Linked DNA regions of Pan troglodytes: region 2 is linked to region 1. The links are chromatin contacts, called in public capture Hi-C maps. All regions are on one chromosome and are shown on one strand. The core of a region is the stretch at or near the end of the contact, and the rest is flanking DNA. Distances in the headings are between cores, read along the strand shown.

Evidence for each region. Capture Hi-C pulls out chosen DNA fragments and counts their contacts.
Region 2: a capture Hi-C map of stem cell-derived neural stem cells shows a contact between it and region 1, with 10 times the contacts expected there. The contact joins two enhancer-like sites. A contact is called at or near these places in 5 of 7 Hi-C or Micro-C datasets (blood, induced pluripotent stem cells, a lymphoblastoid cell line and 1 more) and 1 of 1 other capture datasets (stem cell-derived neural stem cells).

The regions. Positions count from the first base shown.
Region 1 is chr1:45,387,856-45,391,045 of NHGRI_mPanTro3-v2.0_pri, forward strand. It overlaps ATP2B4 (ATPase plasma membrane Ca2+ transporting 4), which reads right to left. Exons shown (of 21, transcript XM_024351060.3): 7 at 567-728. Among named protein-coding and RNA genes, the nearest start is that of LAX1, 62 kb to the left of the region's middle. Within about 2 kb of position 1,891, at least 2 of the 24 cell types and tissues checked have an H3K27ac peak or open chromatin away from gene starts, as enhancers often do. A contact at or near this core is called in stem cell-derived neural stem cells, where this site is marked.
Region 2 is chr1:45,583,936-45,586,827 of NHGRI_mPanTro3-v2.0_pri, forward strand. It overlaps OPTC (opticin), which reads right to left. Exons shown (of 8, transcript XM_016936307.4): 8 at 1,007-1,226. Among named protein-coding and RNA genes, the nearest start is that of OPTC, 16 kb to the right of the region's middle. Within about 2 kb of position 1,321, at least 5 of the 24 cell types and tissues checked have an H3K27ac peak or open chromatin away from gene starts, as enhancers often do. A contact at or near this core is called in stem cell-derived neural stem cells, where this site is marked.

The DNA.
Region 1 (3,190 bases), core at 641-3,140:
TGGTGAGACAGGAAAATGTAGAGGCAAGTGATGGAGAAGCCACTTCCTCATATGCAGAGTGCATTATTTAGTTACCTCTCTTCTGGAGAGAGCCTCTGTAACCACAGCCTTCCTTCTTCCTCCAGTCCTTACTTGGTATTTATTGCTCTGTGCTTAGCCAGATCCTACTCCTATGCTAGGGAATTGCCTGTAGCAAGCTGCAGCCTTCTCTATCTTTAAGGAATTTACAACCCAAAGCAAGAGACAGGTAAGCAGTTATTAAAGTCTTCCTTCTTGCTAATGTAAATCTCCCCTGCTGTAATATATGCTCTTTATTTCTCATTCATTTGGATTAAGAGATCTCAGGGCCATTAACCCTTACACACAGGAAAACGTTTCTCTCTGAAAAAGCCTAGGGAGCGACCAAACAGTGGCGGAGATAGGGAAACAGCCGCCTAGCCCCAACTAGCCACCCTGAAGTTTCTGCTTCTTTCTGCCAGTCTCGGTCGGTGCAGAAAGAAGGGGATAAAAGTGATGAGGATCCAAGACAACATTGATAAACCACAACGAGGCTCTACCCTACTCACCGGCTTTCCCAATCTGAACAGCCAGGCGAGTCAGCTTGCCCTGCAGCACTGACTTCTCCTTTTTAGGCACCTTGACTGCCTTCTTGTCCTTTTCCTCATTGTCGATTCCCTCCTGGCTGTTGAGTGGCTGGATTTCCAGGGCCACTCCGTCTTGGGTCTTTGCTGGAGTGTATACACAAATAGGACAGGTGAGCAGGCAAGGTGGTAGCACTGAGTGGCAGGCAGGTGGAAACCAGAAAACCTTCCTGTCTCTTTCCCGGAATATACCTTGGACCCTGACATCAGTTCCGACCACTTCCAACCCACGCTAGACATGGAACTTGCCTTCAACACTCTATTAGGGCCTTTGGAATAATATTCTAATGAGTTTAGATGAAACTGGGGTGCTTTTAGGGTATGGATTTCTTCTTCAGTGGCAGCTTCCTGGCACTACCTCAGAGTCCCAAGCTAGGTTTATTCCAGCAAGGGGATTAATCATGTCACTAAGCACTATTAAAACAACCATCCTTCCTGGAACTCAGTGCTTAAAATAGTGAATCTTTACTGCAGAAAGGGGCTGAAGGAGAGGGTTGGCAGATGTTTCTGGAGCACAAGATTGCTCTGTTAAATGGTTTATCTCTCTCTCTCTCTCTCTCTCTCGATTGTCAGGGAAGAAACACATACCCCCAGACCCAGGGTATTTTCCAGCCCCTTCTAGCAGTTGAGGATAGGAAAAGAAAATTCCCTTTCTTCCCTGACTGACAAAGGTAGAGAGATACAGAGTGGGACCTGGGGTTAAGTCTTTTGGGGAAGAGGGAAGAAGCTGGTGTGAGGGACCTCCTGGAATAAGAGAAAGCAGGCATAAAGAGAGACATATGAATCCATTTTGCTTTTAAAAGAAGAGTTAAAGACCTAAAATTAAAGAATTATTTCTGTTTAGCTCTGGTTTTCCAATGTGATGACTTTATTTCTAAAGACTGCTGTGATGTGGGTTACAAAGTAAAAACAAATCTCTAGGAGCGTCACAAGACAGTAGTTCTTGCTGGCTCCCAGCACCACTCCACTTTCACCCCTACAGGGCTCAGCCCCTTGCTTAGGATACCCTTCCTGAGTAGTCCCTGCTGTCAGACTCACAAACAAGAAGACGGAGACAGAATGTGAACACAGTCACCAAAAGAGAAACACACATCAGATCAGGAGGAAGAAAACAGACTGTGGCAAGAACAAAGAAGGGAGGTGGGGAGAGAGATACAGAGAAAGGGCTCTCTCCAAGCACCCCTGAGAAGACCAGCAGAGAAGGGATCCAGACCAGAAGAGGACACTTATGAGGAAGCTAGCAAGAGGACGGTGCAGGGACTACCCACCCCACCTCCCTCCACCATGAGGACCCTGAAGTCTTCCAACCCAGAAACTGATGACTGTTGGTGTTTAAATCAGGCTGAGGTCAATGAAGCAGAGTTCAGCTCCCTAGGAAGAGCAGATCAATCCTACACACTCCCCAAGACAAACCTTGACATGACATTCTGTGAGCCAACAGCAGAGGGTGCTGTTGTCCCATCTTAGATTGGGATCAGGACCTTGAGACCACCCCAAAAATCTCTGCACCTTCCTCAGGATGAGGCATCTGAGCCACAGCAGCAGATAACAGATTTATGGAGAGGAAAAGGGAGAAGGAAGATGGCCTGGAAAGGTCTGGTTTGAGTGTGGGCAGGTAGAGATGGTAAATGAGTAGTTGGAGAGGTTACCTTTGTTGCGATTTTCAGGGACTCCTTGTTTTTTACCTGTTTGAACAAGAAAGAAAAAAGTGGGGTCGAAACCCAAAGTAACTATTAAGAGATCCAATTTGTTGGTCCTGCTCAGAGCCCAGAAGGACAACAGCAAAGTGTTTGGGTTGCAGGGAAGGGACATAAATGTAAAGGAAGCTCACATCTCTGTTTTCATTCATTCTTGCTAGAGGCTGTCATGAATCCTCGGGATATCCACCAAAACGCTCATGTAGGTGAGTGCATACTCACACCTGAGGTGCTTTCTCTTGCTCCTGGCCTGAGTCACATTGCTTGGAAAAATGGGGTGGGGATTAGGAAGTGAGAGGTTTGAACTGTTTCTGCCTGATGGCAAAGACTTTGAAAGGTGTCTCCGTGTTACTTCAACAGCACCAGGCAAGCTTCCCCCTTATTCATCTGCAGGCAGCTGCAGAAATGAATTATTTAGTTCCTGAGAGAATGTGTTTTGTTTCCTTTTCATAAACTGTCCTCCACTAAACAGCTCAAGATGATTCTCCAGCCAAGTGGTAGAAACCTTCTCTCCCCTAAGGGAAGAAGGAATGCTTAGGGAAACGTGTAGACTTGGTTTTAGTATCTTCTCCTCTTTCTCCCTCTTATTCTTTCCTTCAGGAATAACTGAGTGGCAAAGACTGAACTAACTGTTCCTACTCTTCTAGCTGTGTGTCTCTTCCATTGAGAGCCCACAGTTTCGGCAGAAATCTATTTTACTCTTCTGGCCAATTTTCTCTTAGTCTTGATGGTTCGTTTAATCCCCCATCTTTGAGGAAGAAAGTTGGGGAAGGAGGGGGAGTACACGGAAGGCATTTGGGGCTACCAGCACCTAGCCAGTTTATTTAGGGCAGGCTTTATAACTCATCCCTT
Region 2 (2,892 bases), core at 71-2,570, 200 kb after region 1:
CCTCTCCTAAGACTGCCCAGTGATCCTTGGGGGACACTGATTATGGACAACGTGCAATTCAAAGGTCGTTACCTTTGGTTTCAGGATGGGTCAGAAAGGGCGTGAAAAGCTTGGATTATTCTCTCTTCTGCATGGACTAGAGAAGGGTCAGGAAGGCCTGCAGCTAAGCAAGCTTTAAAGCCATGGTATAGTTGATCTGGGCTCAGAAAGCTCAACTTGTGAGACTAGACTGATTGTGTGTCTGTATTTTCTGTACTTCCTTCCTTTTCTCCTTTACCATTTGATACCTCTTTGTCAATGGTAGTCTGTGCTACTGGGAACAGTAGGAGAGGGTTGGGTCTTTGTTCTTAGACTAGAAATGTAATAAGATAGGGATAGGCCCCACACCCCCTGGGCTTGGATATGCTTTGAGCAACAGATTTGGAGTGAGGGAACTCCAAGGGGCCAGGACAGAGTGAGGTGCTGGTGTGATCAGGATATAGGGTAGTCAAACTCAGGTCTTCAGACTCTCATTCCAGTGCTCACTCCCTTGCATCACAGTTCCTCTACAGGTGCCATAACAAGAAACACTTCCACTCCCTCCTGTGTCTGAACTGTGTGTTAGACACAAAAGAAAAGAATTCTGGAGTCGGTACAGTGGCACACATCTGCAACCCCAGCGACTCAGGAGGCTAAGGCAGGTGAACATTTGAGCCCAAGAGTTCAAAACCAGCCTAGGTAACCTAGTGAGACCCAGTCTTTTAAAAAAAGAGAGAGAGAGAGAAAAGAATTCCTGAAGGCAGGGCTGGGACTGGTAGTGCCAGGAGGAAACAAAAAGCTATTTGCTGTGGTGCCTGAGCACAGAAGGAGAATAGAGAAAAAGGAGGCAGAAGGAGTGCAGAGGGGAGGAAGGGGAGAGCAGGCGTTCTGTGTGGGCTCGTTTGAAAGGAAGTACACAAGCCCATCCAGGCCATGGGTTTGGCCATATCTGGAAGGGCTGGACAGGCCAGGTTCAAGACAAGAAGGCCTCAGTGTGGGGAATTTTATTACAATGAGGCAGGAAGGAGGTGGTCCTTGGGCTTCTTTGTCACCCGCAGGGAGAAGGGAGACGTGAGAGCTGTGGGGAAAGAAGCAGGCCTCCTCCCCCTGCATGGAGACCTTTGTCCATGCTGCCGGCGGCCACAGGAGGGAGGCGTGTGAGATGGCGCCTGCTGGAGAATGTGATGCCCGCTGGTCCAAGAGATGACCTTGAGAGAGAGGAGAGACAAAATTGAGCTGGTGTCTAGTGTGGGGGAGAGGGGAGGGGCGGGTGAGGTGGGAGGAGAAAGCTGAGAGGCAGCTAGACAGGGAGGGGGCGGGGAGAGCCGGGGCCACCTCCCCGTCTGGTCTGTCTGCCTCTGTCCTGGCCAGAAGGAAGGAGGACACAGACACAGGCATGTAGGGGTGCGGCAGAGATGGGGGGCCATGTGTCTTTGAGCCCCAAGGTTCTCCTGAGCTGAGACCTTCATTACCTCATGTGCTTCCTAAGGATACAGGCCTTGATCCTGGTGGGGGCAGGCCCTGGACTCAAGCTCCATAGGCAGCCCCCCTTTTTCTAGCCTGGGTGATGCCCTCCCGAGTCCTTGCTTTTCAAAGCATTTTGAGGGGACGTGGTAGGGGCACCCATCCTCTGCTCCAGGAGCTGGAGATGGGATTTCCCATTTCTCTGACAAGAAGTCCCAAGAAGTGATGGCTGTCACTGCAGCTCCACCCCCATGCCCATCTTTCTTTTTCTGTTATAGATTGTTTATGTTAAGTCATCGTTCTCTGGGACAAAGTACTTAGCCTCTCATTTTCATCAGTAAAAGCAGGGATAATAATTCCTTCCTCACAGAGTTGTTAGGACTGCCAAATTAGGTCCCATATGTAAAAGAGCTTGCTGAAGTGCAAACTGACAGCAGAAATGTAAGAGATTACTATTCCCAGGGAAGAGACAAAAGAGAAAAGGAAGCAGGAAGGGAGTCCAGGCAAGGTCAGGGTGGGGAAATGGCCTTGGCTCCTAAAACAGACTTAGCTCCAGCCTCTCCAGCAGCCCCTCCCACCCTCCCTTCTCCACGAGCCTCCTCTGGCCCTAGGCCTTGCTGGGTAACCTTCGGAAAAACAGGACCCTGGAGCTGAGAATGGGGCAGGCAGAGGGGGAGGTCATTGAAAACTCATCCTTTCTCTCACGGAGAGGAGGGGCCCTGGCCTCTTCCCCTTGACCTCCTCCCGCTGATACTCATAGGACAGGTTAGGGCAAGACCCTCCTGAAGGCCACAGGGTGCCCCAGAGGAGGGAGGCACTCCCCTTCACACAGAGCTGGCAGAATAGTCACCAGGGTGCCGCCCAGAGCAAGTGCCCTTGCCAAGGTCAAATATGAGTTGCTGCTGGGCCACAAAGGACCTGGATGAGTGAGGTTAGGAAAGTCTGGTGTTGGAGGAGGTGGATTTGATGCAAACCTAGACTGCCGGCTGGCATGAGGCCCTCAAGCTGGCTGCCATGCCTGGCTGGACCCCACAGCCCCTCCTCTCACTCCCTTCCTTTGTACTCTCTCAGGGCTGGCTTGCATCTGCTCTGTGTCATTCTCTCCATCTTTACCATTCTACAAGACAGGAGGGCCTCACTCTGGCTAAAGAGGTGCTGTCTGCCTTCCCTGCCAGTTGCCCAACCCTAACCCCTTTAGGTACCTGAGAAACAGGAGGCCTAGCTGTTCACATCAAGATCGAGAAGGAACAGCTGTGGGGTTTCTCTCTCTCTGTCTCTCCCCATCTCTCTCTTCCTCCTTCCCTCCCTGGTGCAGAGGGACAGATGCTCTGTTTAGAATTTCTTCAGGGAGACAGACAACAAGGGCATTCTTTCTATTCCTTGGGCTTCCCTAGCCAAAAATGGGGGATT